Linked DNA regions of Rattus norvegicus: region 2 is linked to region 1. A link is a contact called in public Hi-C data. All regions are on one chromosome and are shown on one strand. The core of a region is the stretch at or near the end of the contact, and the rest is flanking DNA. Distances in the headings are between cores, read along the strand shown. Region 1 holds the start of Plg (plasminogen). Region 2 overlaps Map3k4 (mitogen activated protein kinase kinase kinase 4).

Region 1 (6,109 bases), core at 1,011-3,510:
GCCTCCCAAGTACAGAATTACACAGGTGTGCTACCATGCATGGCCTGCCTCTGATTTTTGTGAGATGCATTCTAAGACAAAGTCCCTTGCTTTCTCCCTTGTCCCCATAGAAGTGGTCACAGCTGCCGGGTGTCCCCTGGGCTAAGGAGCTACAATGCTGGCTTAAGCTCAGATGACTCTGCTCTGAGCCTGAGTCCCCACTACTACATTTTTGTGTGCGTGTAAATGCTCACGATTTCCATAGAGGTTAGGGGACAAAGAGGTTAACGAACACAGCAAAGTCTTCATGGAATTAGGCAACATAGCAACCTTGACCTCTGGAGGGAAAGCAAAGCCAGATCCAGCAAGTTAACAAATGACCAGGATCGGAAGCAGGGAAACTTGAGAAGACAGTTGGTAAATACAGACTCCTCTTTGAAAGTCTACCCTCTCTGGTGACTTCAGCCTTCCTCAGTGCTCCAAACTGGAAGGCTGGGTAGGAAGTGGAAAGTCGGCCAATGCCTTTTCTGTCATCAGAGTTGATGTGGGTGTAAGAGATTATGGAGAAATGGAACATTTTAGGCTTGTGTTCTATTCAATTCAAACTCTCACTTTGAGAAGACTCAAGTTTTGGGAATCTGTAGAGCTGTATGTGATTTGGAAGACTCACGGCCACTCTGCACCGTGTGTCTACACAGAGTTGGGTTAGCGCTGCAGAGAGTTCTTGGGAGTGGCCGAGGAAGGTTTCAGATGACGATGGAGAGGAGAGCCCTCTGTCTGGATCTCCAGCTTTGGTCATGTTTAATGGTACACAGCCACCCAAGGAGGGGCTGCCATTCCCAATAAAATTTCCCCAAGGATGATTGACTCTTCTCTTTTGTATTTGAAAATTTTCTCCAAGTCTTTATCTCTTCTATTTACCTCCAGGGCTCTTGTAGAAATAAGGTTTACTATAGTATATTGATAAGGAGACTTGAAACAAATCCTTTAGTAGAAAAATTATTTCTATTTCTCTGTTAGAGATGAAATATAGATGTGTATAATCATCAAAGCAAAGACACTTTTTCCATCACTGTGGTGTGTGTGTGTGTGTGTGTGTGTGTGTGTGTGTGTGTGTGTGGTGTGTGTATATATGTGGGTGTGTGCACTTGAGTGTGTAAAATTAAATCTCTGCTGAGCTTGAGGGATGATACTTTTTGTCCTAACACTTGGGAAGCAGATGTAGTCCTCTGAGAATTAAAGGCTAGCCTGGTCTACATAGCAAGTTTTAGACTAGCCAGGACTACATAATATGACTTTGTCTTTTAAAAAAATTAGTAGTTTGTACACAGCTGTGGAAGAAGCTTTCTTACCCTCTCGCTGGCTATCTCTATGCAATAGGAAAATGAAAGTCAAGCCATTTCTGCAGATAATGACAGTAAGTGCTTTGACAAAGACCTTATGACACCCCCCCCCGCATTGGCAGAGACACACGTTAGTCCTGCTGCAGGGGAGTTGCTTCTAACATTTCGGTGTGACCCCTAAGCTTGTAGTGTCCCAGTGCTAATTTCTATGGGCCGAAGTAGGACACACACACACACACACACACACACACACACACACACACACACACACAATGTGTCTAGCACCCTTGACCTCTGAAGAATAGGTATTTGTTTAATTACTGCATACATATGTCACTTTGAAATTGACCCGTGAGACTCATGGAAGCCTCAGACCCATGCAAACCCTTCCTTCAACCAAGCAGAAAATCCCAATGGGAACAAGATGGATCAACAAAAGCTTCTAGTGAGTCACACTGAAAATGAGGCAAAGAGGTAGGCCATCTAACCCCAGTAACTACCGCCACCAGGAACTGAACCCAGGGTTTCAATTATGCTGGCCAACTGCTCTACCATTGAGCCACATCCCCCTCTAACTAGAGTCCTTAGTCATACCCTGCTGCAGTGCCAAAATCCCCCATCAATTAGGTTTGCAAAGCCACTGGTGGCTTGTCCTACCTGTTCATCCGTACCCAAACACTATTCACAGGGAAACTGAGTTTATGTCAAACTCCTCAGTCTGAGACTTTGAACTGAAAGTCCCGTAAACTGATAGCTCATTTAAATGAACTGCCCACGAAGACACAGCAGATCTATTTTTAATAGATGGCTAGAATTTTAAAAAGCTGAAGGAAAACCGTGCATCAGGTCTTACCTGGTTTCAGAAACAAGAGAAACAGAAGGATTATTTCCTTATGGTCCATGTTGGGACTGGCCAACAGCACCTGGACAACTGTGTCCCAGTCCCAGGTGTTGACTTAAAGGGGAGCAAAGGCATCCGCAAGCAAGGTAGTCTGATGAGGTTAATCATTGTCTGGGCCCCCTGCCACCATACACAGAAGGAGCAAACATTACCTCGAACAGGGAGCTTACAAAATGTTTGAGCAGAGCCTGCAGTAGATGCTGGAAGTGATGGCAGTGGCCCTCCCCACTGGGCCCTCCTTCCTCCTCCCTCCTCCCTTTCCCCTAGGCCACCATGTTCCCAGTCTCCTCTCATTTCTTTCTCTCTTCTTCCACTTGCTGAGTGACTCCCATATGCCAGATACTGCCAAGTGGTCCACACTCAGCCTCGTTTGTCCTTCCTGGCAATTGGTTGTACACTGTTCTCATTTTCAGAAGAGGGGCCCGGGGTACCACGTGATGGCTCAGTGTATGTATTGCGTAATGCGTACGAGCTTGTTTTTCATTCTCTATGTCGCGAGTAGCAGTTGGTCTCGGTTTGGTTTGGCTTTGGTGATCCCTCAGCTCCATTCCAGCCTTGGTGTTGACTAAGCAGTTTGATTAAGTCGTATCATTTTTACAATGCTGTCATATGTGGGTTGCTTTCAAACTTAGGCACGACATAGCCTCTGTCCTGGTGTGTTTTAGTCCTTGACCGGCCTGTATAGTGAGACTCGGCATTGCCAGACTAGAGCCACACCATGGAGAGGCACTGCTAGCCTGCTGTGCAGTGTTGAAATCAGTTTGAGGGCTGGAGAGAGAACTCAGTGGTTAGAAGCACTTACTGCTGCTCCAGAGAACCTGAGTTCAGGTCCCAGCACCCACATCAGACAGCCCACAGCCACTTGTAACTCAAGCTCCAGGGGATCTAATGTCCTCTTCCAGCCTTTGAGGACACACACACATGTATTTATGTATGTGTGCATATATAGGTATATACATATGTATGTGTATATGTATGTGTATACATGTACATGTATATGCATATACCTATAAATGCATATCTGTATGTTATATGCATGTACATACATATATATGTATTTTACATATGTATGTATATATATATGTATAAATTATCTTCCACTTCCCAGTCTTTTCTTTTTTTTTTTCTTTTTTCTTTTTTGCTAAAGACTTCGGACTTTATTGGATAAAAAAAAATTACAAATAATATAGCAATTAGAGCAAAATCAGTTCTTATAGGACTATAATTTAAATACAACACCAAATTTAAAAAAATATCTAATAACCAAGTCTGCATGTCAATGCCATTCTCACGATACAGATTTACAGGCAACCATCAACTAGAGAACAGAGCAGTTCCACCGTGATAGGTATCCTTTCCTACATCCTAGAACACAAAATGCTTCTGAAATTAAAGCTCGTTTACAGTGTTCAAACAGCAAAGTACTTCAAGCAAAGTTTTAATTCTTTCCCGTGGAGCCGAAGCCTCCTGAGCCTCTCTCAGTGTTATCCAGTGTTTGCACCTCCTCTAAGTCTGGATAAAGAATCCGCTCCCAAATGAGCTGCGCGATCCGGTCACCTTTTTTCACCTCGAACTTCTCTTTTCCAAAATTGAACAGCACGACGCCGACATTTCCTCTATAATCTTCGTCTATGACACCGGCTCCTACATCTATGAAGTGCTTTACAGCCAAGCCAGAACGTGGAGCCACTCTTCCGTAGCACCCAGAAGGAACAGCTATCTGAATGTCTGTCTTCACAAGGGCTTTCTCCATGGATGGAATTGTATAATCATAGGCATAGGCCCTGACTCCATGCTAGGCACACATCTAACCTGCTAACGTTTCTCTTGAGGAGGGTGAACCAGCGCACGCTCCGGGTCCGGTCCGCGCGCTCCAGGTCCGGACTCCTCTGCTTCCGCCGCAGCTTAGGCTTTGCGCGGACGAGAGCGTAAGCGAGCGGAGCAGAGAAGGTTGGAGTCGGCTGCGCAGCAGCGCGCACAAGAGCGGCATGGCGCTGGAGGCCCCGCAGGCCTTGAGGCCGCTGCCCCCCAGTCTTTTCTTAATATCCTTTCCAGTGTGTATATTTCCTCTATATGAACTCACAGTATCATGGTAACACCCTCATGCTTGGCACAAAGCAAAAGTGGATAGATTCAGTTGCAAGAATATCTTTTCGTTTATTTTTGTTGCTTTGAGATAGTCTCCTACTATAGCCTGAGCTAGCCTGGAGCTCACAGTGATCCTCCTGTCTCTGCTGCCTGAGTGCTAAGACCATAGGTGCGTGTCACTCTCTTCCAGCCATCTCAACTTTAATGGTAGAGTCTGGATGTTTTCCCGGCTGGAGGCCAAAATGCTTTAAAACCTCCTGTGTTATATTTGAAAATATTTAGAATTAGACTCCGCTCCATTGGTGTGGCGTAGGGACAAAGCAACTCTGTTCTTTCCTGGTTACGAACTCCTTCCCATGACAACTAGTTACAGGATTAGGTGCCAGGATATCTCAGGTAGAACCTTGTATAGAATCCCATGAGAATAAGGCCCATGCAGGAAAACCTCGAAGACAAACCAGGAAAGTGAGAGGCAGGCAGTAGATCATGGTGCTGGGCACCGCTCCTCCTTGAGGAAGCCAGGAGTGTGTTAGACTCAGGAAGCTGATAAATGTATGAGGCTGAGTCAACTTCGAGATCCACAAGGCCCTCCCTCAGTTCTAAATGAGCAGAGAAATGGCGTGAGATTTTTCTCCTTGGTGGAGCCACCTGCTCCTGGGACGAGAGCATTAGGGGAGATCCTGTGATGAAAGCAACCTTTGTTAATTCCTTGGTCCTCCCAGCTAAGATTCAGTTGGAATTGGTTTCTTTGGCCTGCGATGTATGCCCTGTGAGAGTGAACAGACATGCCGCTGGAGGTATATTTCACACAGCAGACAGATGGGGAGCACCTGAGTGTGAACTTGCCCTGAACCCGCTGGCCCAGTTTAATAAATTAGCAATCCAGAAAGTCAACAACAAGCAGCTTTTTTTTTCTTCCGAAAGAATTGGGGAAAATAAAACCAGATTCCACAAATACATAATGGCTTTGGTATGCCAGCATATGTTGCCTTCTACTTAAAGACTTCTTCTAGCCTTCCTCCTTGACCAGTCACCATAAGAATGTTATCAGTACAACAATGGCAAGCAACCAGAGCTTCCAGGGACTAAGCCACTACCTAAAGACTATACATGGACTGACCCTGGACTCTGACCTCATAGGTAGCAATGAATATCCTAGTAAGAGCACCAGTGGAAGGGGAAGCCCTGGATCCTGCTAAGACTGAACCCCCAGTGAACTAGACTGTTGGGGGGAGGGCGGCAATGGGGGGAGGGTGGGGAGGGGAACACCCATAAGGAAGGGGAGGGGGGAGGGGGATGTTTGCCCAGAAACCGGGAAAGGGAATAACACTCGAAATGTATATAAGAAACACTCAAGTTAATAATAAAAAGAAAAGAAAAAAAATGTTATCAGAACTCTATGCCCACAAAAATGTTTTGTCTGTTTTTTATTGTTAATTTTTATTGTTTTTTATTGGCTTTTGTTGTTTTGAGTGACTTCAAAGGTTTGAAACATCCCCCACAGGCTCATGAGTTTAAACACTAATCCCCACTTGGTGGCGCTGTCTTGGGAGGTTGTAGAACCTTTTGGCTTGTGCCTGTGGGTTGCCATGTTCCTCAAAGGCCACCAGTCGTAAGCAAGCTGTCTGGTGTTTCTGCTGCCGCAGACAGGGGCCTATTCAGCAGAAGGCTGTTCAGTTGAAACAGATCCTTCTTCCAAGTTGCTTTTGTCTGTGATTTTGCCCAGTGATAAGAAAAAATAGTTAACGTAGGAGGAGTCAGTATGTGGCTGCTGTGTGCGACTGTGACTGTCCTCCAG
Region 2 (6,109 bases), core at 1,425-3,924, 120 kb after region 1:
ACACACTGCGTGTACCAGAACCAGGACATGAACCCAGAAGTCTGGCTAAGCTATGCCTGCTCTTGGCAGCGCTGTGCTGCCTCCTAGAGTTAACATTTTGTCCCCCATGTTTTTAATGAGAATGCACCTATACATGTGCTTGTGTAATACGACTTTTTAACTTAGCAGTTAATGTTTTAGATGGGAGGAGTTCCTCTGAAACTCTGCGCTGGGGGTTTCTCTTGGAATACCAGGCCTCATCCCTACTCAGGAGCCGCTGGCTGAAGCTGACCAGCCCCTCCCACATCCGCCTATGTCTGCTGTCTACTTGGCTTCATAGAAATTTCAGTTTGGGATGGCATCCGCAAGTAGCACATAACAAGTCTGAGAACCAGAGACTTTCTGATAACACAGTTCAGGGGAGTCATGTGTTCCCTGGTGCTGTCGGGGGAGCCGGAGAATCCAGGTGTTCACCATTAGCTTACCGCTCAAAAGTTGGCTCAGCGTCCTGTGATACAAATGCCACCTGGGTATTGGCTGATCCTGATTAACTGGAGGTCAAGGGTCTTTTCCTCAGAACTGGTGGTTTACCAGGGAACTCAGTGTGTAGTGGTGGATGCAACTGAGTAGCCAAACATGCATTTGCAAGATGTGTGGATTGGAGAAACGTGCTCCCCAAGGCAGCCACAGAAAACCCCTAGAGGTGAGCATTCTGGCCTTCTCCTGAGGAGAGTGAGTCATTTGTCAGGAGTCGGCCTGTGCAGAATCAGCAGGATGACCACAGTCAGAGCAGCGTAGTCTTCATAGTTGGTGTGGTCAGTGTCTGTGTGGATATTGGGCTCTGGGGCTAGGTAAGAGGAATGGTCCTCACAGGTACAGTGCTGAGTGTCAACTAGAAGTATCCGGCTGGGGGTAAGACAAGCCTGAGACAAAGCTCTGTGGGGTGAGATGTCAGGGTCAGGAGATGCTGTTGAAAACTGGTATGTGTTGGAGGAGCTAGGATGCATGGAATGTAGAAGCACTCGGGAGGTAGATCCCGCAGAAATCAGTTATGGCAAGGTGGCTGCGGACACACAGTATCTTGAGCTCTTGGAGGTTGCGGCTGTGAACCTCTGACATAGATCTGCCTTAAGCTGCCTTTGCCTGCATTTGCTCCAAAGCAACAGGATGGGACAGAGCAAATGGTTTCTAAGTACCCTTTTCTGAGGTTTGCTATTCTTAATCTGTATAAGGTGGACAGTGAGTGGAAGAGGGGGAGGGGGAGAGAGAAAAAATGTGTGTGTGTGTGTGTGTGTGTGTGTGTGTGTGTGTGTGTAGGCAAACATGTCGTACCTAAGCTCCAATCCCCTGTCCAAGTCTCGTTTTTAAAATAAAGAAACAGCCTGAGGACTACTAGATGCTTCCAGAACCACATAGCTAATTAAATGACCCGAAGCCAGGCTTTCTGACTTTTGAGCATTGACTTTTCCCCCGTCATTGAGCTATATATTTCTATGACAACAATCAAAATGAACTCAAGGGATAGTGTGCATGGCATGCTATAGGGTGAAATAAGTCCTTAGAAAGGTATCACAGGCTGAGTCTTGGGAATTAGGCTGAGTTAGGAAAAGTAAAGGAGCAAGCAGCCTACGCCAGGGTCAGCACGTGGAGTCATGTGAGGGCCAGAGCAGTCTGTGTCAGAGCAATGCAGAGAGATGAGGACACTCAGGAGGGTGGGAGCTAGGCCAAGGTGGCCCTGAAAGGGTCAGGGAGTCTGCCTGTAGCAAACATCGATTCCCCGTAGGTGCTGGCTAAGGCTACAGTTTAGATATCAGACTGTGAGTCCTCTGAATGTGTAAAAGATGTGGAGAACAGTAAAGAGTCCCCTATGTAACCAAAGGTGACCAAAGATGCCACAGACACAGAACAAGCTACAGTTGGAGATGCAGAAAGTTGAGGCTTTCAAACTTTGATGATCTCACTTAGAAAAAGGTCAAGGTTTTTAATGCTGCTGCTGCTGGTGGTGGTGGTGATAGTGGTGTCAGAGGCTTAAGAATGAGGGGAGAAAGCTCCAGACCTCCTGCTTTCTGGGGAAAAGTGTAACAGTTTGAGTGGGGACACAGCTGAAGGAGGAGTGGGTAAGGACACTGTGGGCCTCCTGGACAGCATGAGGTGACATGTGACTGAGGGCAGCTGGGGGTGGGGAGGAGCTGGCTTCTGCAACACCAGGAAGTGTGACTCCACATGGATGCAAGGTTGGCTGAACTCTGACTTTTATTCTCACACAGACAGCTATTTAGGAGTTTTGTAATCTTTTTTCTTGTAATTTCAGCAACTCATTGATTTCTCAGTCCAGATGTAATTGTAGGTAGCACTGTGTGTAACGAGTCACTGGGGCTGGGGCTCTGTGTATGTGTTGAATTGTTGGCCGTCCTTTTTATTTGGAATGAGAATTGTGTAGATATGTCAGCAGGTTGTAGCAAAACTTATAAGCACAGCTTCAGGCCACGTCCCCTGCACAGCTTTAATGTGTCCTGAACTTTTGCCGCAGTTCTCTGACTTTCCAGGTCCCATGTGGGGCTCGGATTATGTGCAGTTGTCGGGGACGCCTCCTTCCTCGGAGCAGAAGTGCAGTGCTGTGTCCTGGGAAGAGCTGAGGGCCATGGACCTGCCCTCCTTTGAGCCCGCCTTCCTGGTGCTCTGCCGGGTCCTGCTGAACGTGATCCATGAGTGCCTGAAGCTGCGGCTGGAACAGAGGCCGGCCGGGGAGCCTTCCCTCTTGAGTATCAAGCAGGTTTGTGTCTAACACTGCTTACACAAGCAGTCGTGGCCACATTGCTACGGCCTTCCTTTTCAGGATTTCCTCCCTCAGTAATTGTAAACAGTGAAAAGAACACGTCTTAGTGTTTGTTTTTACTACCCTCTTGGGGGCAATCTAAAGTGTTCTTCACCTGTAGTCCCCAAAGATACGCGTGTGTTTCAGCTTCTTTACCACTCACTTCTTCCCGAGAGGTATGAAAACAGACTTACCACATGACTCTGTCAGCTCTGTCTGTGAATCTTAATGACTGACAACAAAATTCCTTTTTTAAAAAGTTACTTATTCTTGGTGATACTAGAGATCCAATCTTGTACATGCTGGGTGGCGGGTGACAATGTCATGGAGTCCATCCTTGAAGACAGCTTAAGTCTTTATTGTGTTGGAGGTGGGTGTAGGTAGGGAAATGTCTTAGAGTATGCTAGGAGAACGCTTTGGACTTTGTGCTTGCTTAAGCAGCCATGCAGATTGAATAGTAGGGTCCACTGATCCTTCTGAGCCATGAGTGTCAGGCGGGGCCTTCATTGTATGGGGCTGTGCTTCAGAGCAGCCTGGGGGGCGGGGGGACTGGGAGTGGTTTCCATGAGCAGGGAAAGCCAGGGAGCGTCTTTCAGGCTCTGCGAATCACAGGTCAGTGCAGTTGAAGAGACACAGGTGAGTCAGGTCACACAGCAGGTCCAGATAGAACACGTGTTTGCTTGTTTGGTCAAGTGTAGACCGATGAGGTCATTTGGAAGTAGGCTTCTTGTCACTTGTCACTTGCCACTCCAGTTGACACTGCACCAGGCAGAGCTGTTTGCACGTTAGCCTCACTGCCTGCACACGGCTCAGGTTTGTCATTGTCTTTCTGGTCCGCCTGGCCATAGCTCTGTCTTTCTGGTCCACCTGGCCATAGCTCTGTCTTGTTCTCTGGGTTGCAGCAGGTAGCTGAGCCTTGCTCGTCAAATACCTGTCTCAGTTCCTCATGAGATACAACCCTGTGAGACAGGGTGGAGTTGGCTTCACCATGGGGCCCTTGTACAGCTAAATAGCAATTAATGTTAGAGCACGTCGAACAGTGACAACGGAACTAGGATTGTTGTAGTATTTCAGAGAAAAAAGAGAACAGACGTTTTCTGTTACAAAAATTCAAGGATCGGGAGTAAATACCTAGATGGCATTTAATATGAAAAAGTAGATGCAGACACTTTTAGAAGATCTGGCTTGTAGCTATAGTTCTTATTCCATGAGTAATTATTTGAGAAACATTTAAGGGCTTTTATCTACAGAAGCAGTCTTATTCCTTGTTTTATACATATCGAAAGCATAGACAGTGACAGGAGTTAATCCCCTGTTCTCCTGGCGCTCAGTAGATGAGCACAAAGCATGTATGCTTCCGTCCTGTTGTCCTCCCTGCACACATGCACTTCCTGTACACACAAACAAGATTGTGTGTTGGGGTTTGTTTGTACTGTGTGTGTTCATGCATGCACATGTAATTCTCTAAAGACTCTAGCAAAGCAAGACTTTAAATGGCCACCGTGCTCTGCAGGGGTCAGCGTATGCACACACGCTGTGGGGGAGTATAGGTGCCTCCCTGACTAGTTCCTGGCTGCACGTGTGGTAGCAAGCAGTAAGCCTGAGAGGCACGGCCTTTGTGTCCTAGCCACCGCCCTGGAACTGCACTGTGCCTGTGGCCTCTGAAACCAAGTGCATCTGTGGGTCTGCCTGCCTCAGTCCCTGGCCTGTGGTTGGAGAGCACTGTCTCCCAGCTCTGATTGTGGGAGGGGCTCCTGGGGCTGCCTCATCTAGGCTTTTGTCCTCCACACATCACCTGCTACACTGGAATATTGCCGTTTTGCCATCCTTCTCTGTCTTCCTTGAGACACCTGACTTCACCAGATTAAGTTTAGAGTTGGCTTGGTTTGCAGCTTTTGGTAGTAGATGAAGCACATCAAGCAGTAGGTAACTATGTTACATTACTCAGAAGCCACCATTTCCTCTATATGTTATTTAAACTTTGGGTCTGGTTAAAATTCCCATTTCATGATATATTTTTGCTCTTCTGCCTCTTGTCTTAAACTACACCTTGGTAAAAGTGGTCTTATTAAAAGAAATTCATTTCAGTATGAGTGGACTTGGTAGGATGTATCTGGTGGAGCAGTGGTTGCTCTGTGATGTATCTCTGTGTTACAGATGGCTGACCTATTGCCCACAACAGGCTTCTGGAGTCAGAAACCATTTCAGGTTCCTCAGAGGCAGGGTCCCTCTGGGGCTTCTGGGGCTAATTTGTGAGGACTGGCAGCCTGCGTGGCCAGGGCATATGGGTGACAGCTGTGTCGATGGCATGTGCTCTTTTGCAGCTTGTGCGAGAGTGTAAAGAGGTGCTGAAGGGCGGGCTCCTGATGAAGCAGTATTACCAGTTCATGCTGCAGGAGGTCCTGGACGGCTTGGAGAAGACCGACTGCAACATGGATGCTTTCGAGGATGACCTGCAGAAGATGCTGATGGTAGGGGGTGGGCAGAAGATGCTGATGGTAGGAGGGTGGGCAGAAGATGCTGATGGTAGGAGGGTGGGCAGAAGATGCTGATAGTAGGAGGGTGGGCAGAAGATGCTGATGGTAGGGGGTGGGCAGAAGATGCTGATGGTAGGGGGTGGGCAGAAGATGCTGATGGTAGGGGGTGGGCAGAAGATGCTGATGGTAGGGGGTGGGCAGAAGATGCTGATGGTAGGAGGGTGGGCAGAAGATGCTGATAGTAGGAGGGGTGGGCAGAAGATGCTGATGGTAGGAGGGTGGGCAGAAGATGATGATGGTAGGAGGGTGGGCAGAAGATGCTGATAGTAGGGGGTGGGCAGAAGATGCTGATGGTAGGAGGGTGGGCAGGAGATGCTGATGGTAGGAGGGTGGGCAGAAGATGCTGATAGTAGGAGGGTGGGCAGAAGATGCTGATAGTAGGAGGGTGGGCAGAAGATGCTGATGGTAGGGGGTGGGCAGAAGATGCTGATGGTAGGGGGTGGGCAGAAGATGCTGATGGTAGGGGGTGGGCAGAAGATGCTGATGGTAGGAGGGTGGGCAGAAGATGCTGATAGTAGGAGGGTGGGCAGAAGATGCTGATGGGGAGGGGTGGGCAGAAGATGCTGATAGTAGGAGGGTGGGCAGAAGATGCTGATGGTAGGAGGGTGGGCAGAAGATGCTGATGGTAGGAGGGTGGGCAGAAGATGCTGATGGGGAGGGGTGGGCAGAAGATGCTAATGGTAGGAGGGTGGGCAGAAGATGCTGATGGGGAGGGGTGGGCAGAAGATGGGCAGAAGATGCTGATGGTAGGGTGTGGCCTTTCTGGGTCTGCATGCTG

The links. A called contact is a pair of places that touch in the nucleus more often than the background predicts.
Region 2: a contact with region 1 is called in a Hi-C map of liver, with 2.0 times the contacts expected there. The contact joins the enhancer-like site here to the promoter of Plg in region 1. A contact is called at or near these places in 5 of 12 Hi-C or Micro-C datasets (frontal cortex, kidney, liver and 2 more).

What each region holds. Positions count from the first base shown.
Region 1 is chr1:50,913,146-50,919,254 of GRCr8, forward strand. Plg (plasminogen) reads right to left here and starts at 2,261. Exons shown (of 19, transcript NM_053491.2): 1 at 2,176-2,261. The coding sequence starts at 2,224. It also overlaps the pseudogene Dut-ps.
Region 2 is chr1:51,029,932-51,036,040 of GRCr8, forward strand. Map3k4 (mitogen activated protein kinase kinase kinase 4) reads left to right here. Exons shown (of 27, transcript NM_001401453.2): 4 at 2,510-2,752; 5 at 5,119-5,265. Among named protein-coding and RNA genes, the nearest start is that of Map3k4, 53 kb to the left of the region's middle. Within about 2 kb of position 2,675, at least 7 of the 93 cell types and tissues checked have an H3K27ac peak or open chromatin away from gene starts, as enhancers often do. A contact at or near this core is called in liver, where this site is marked.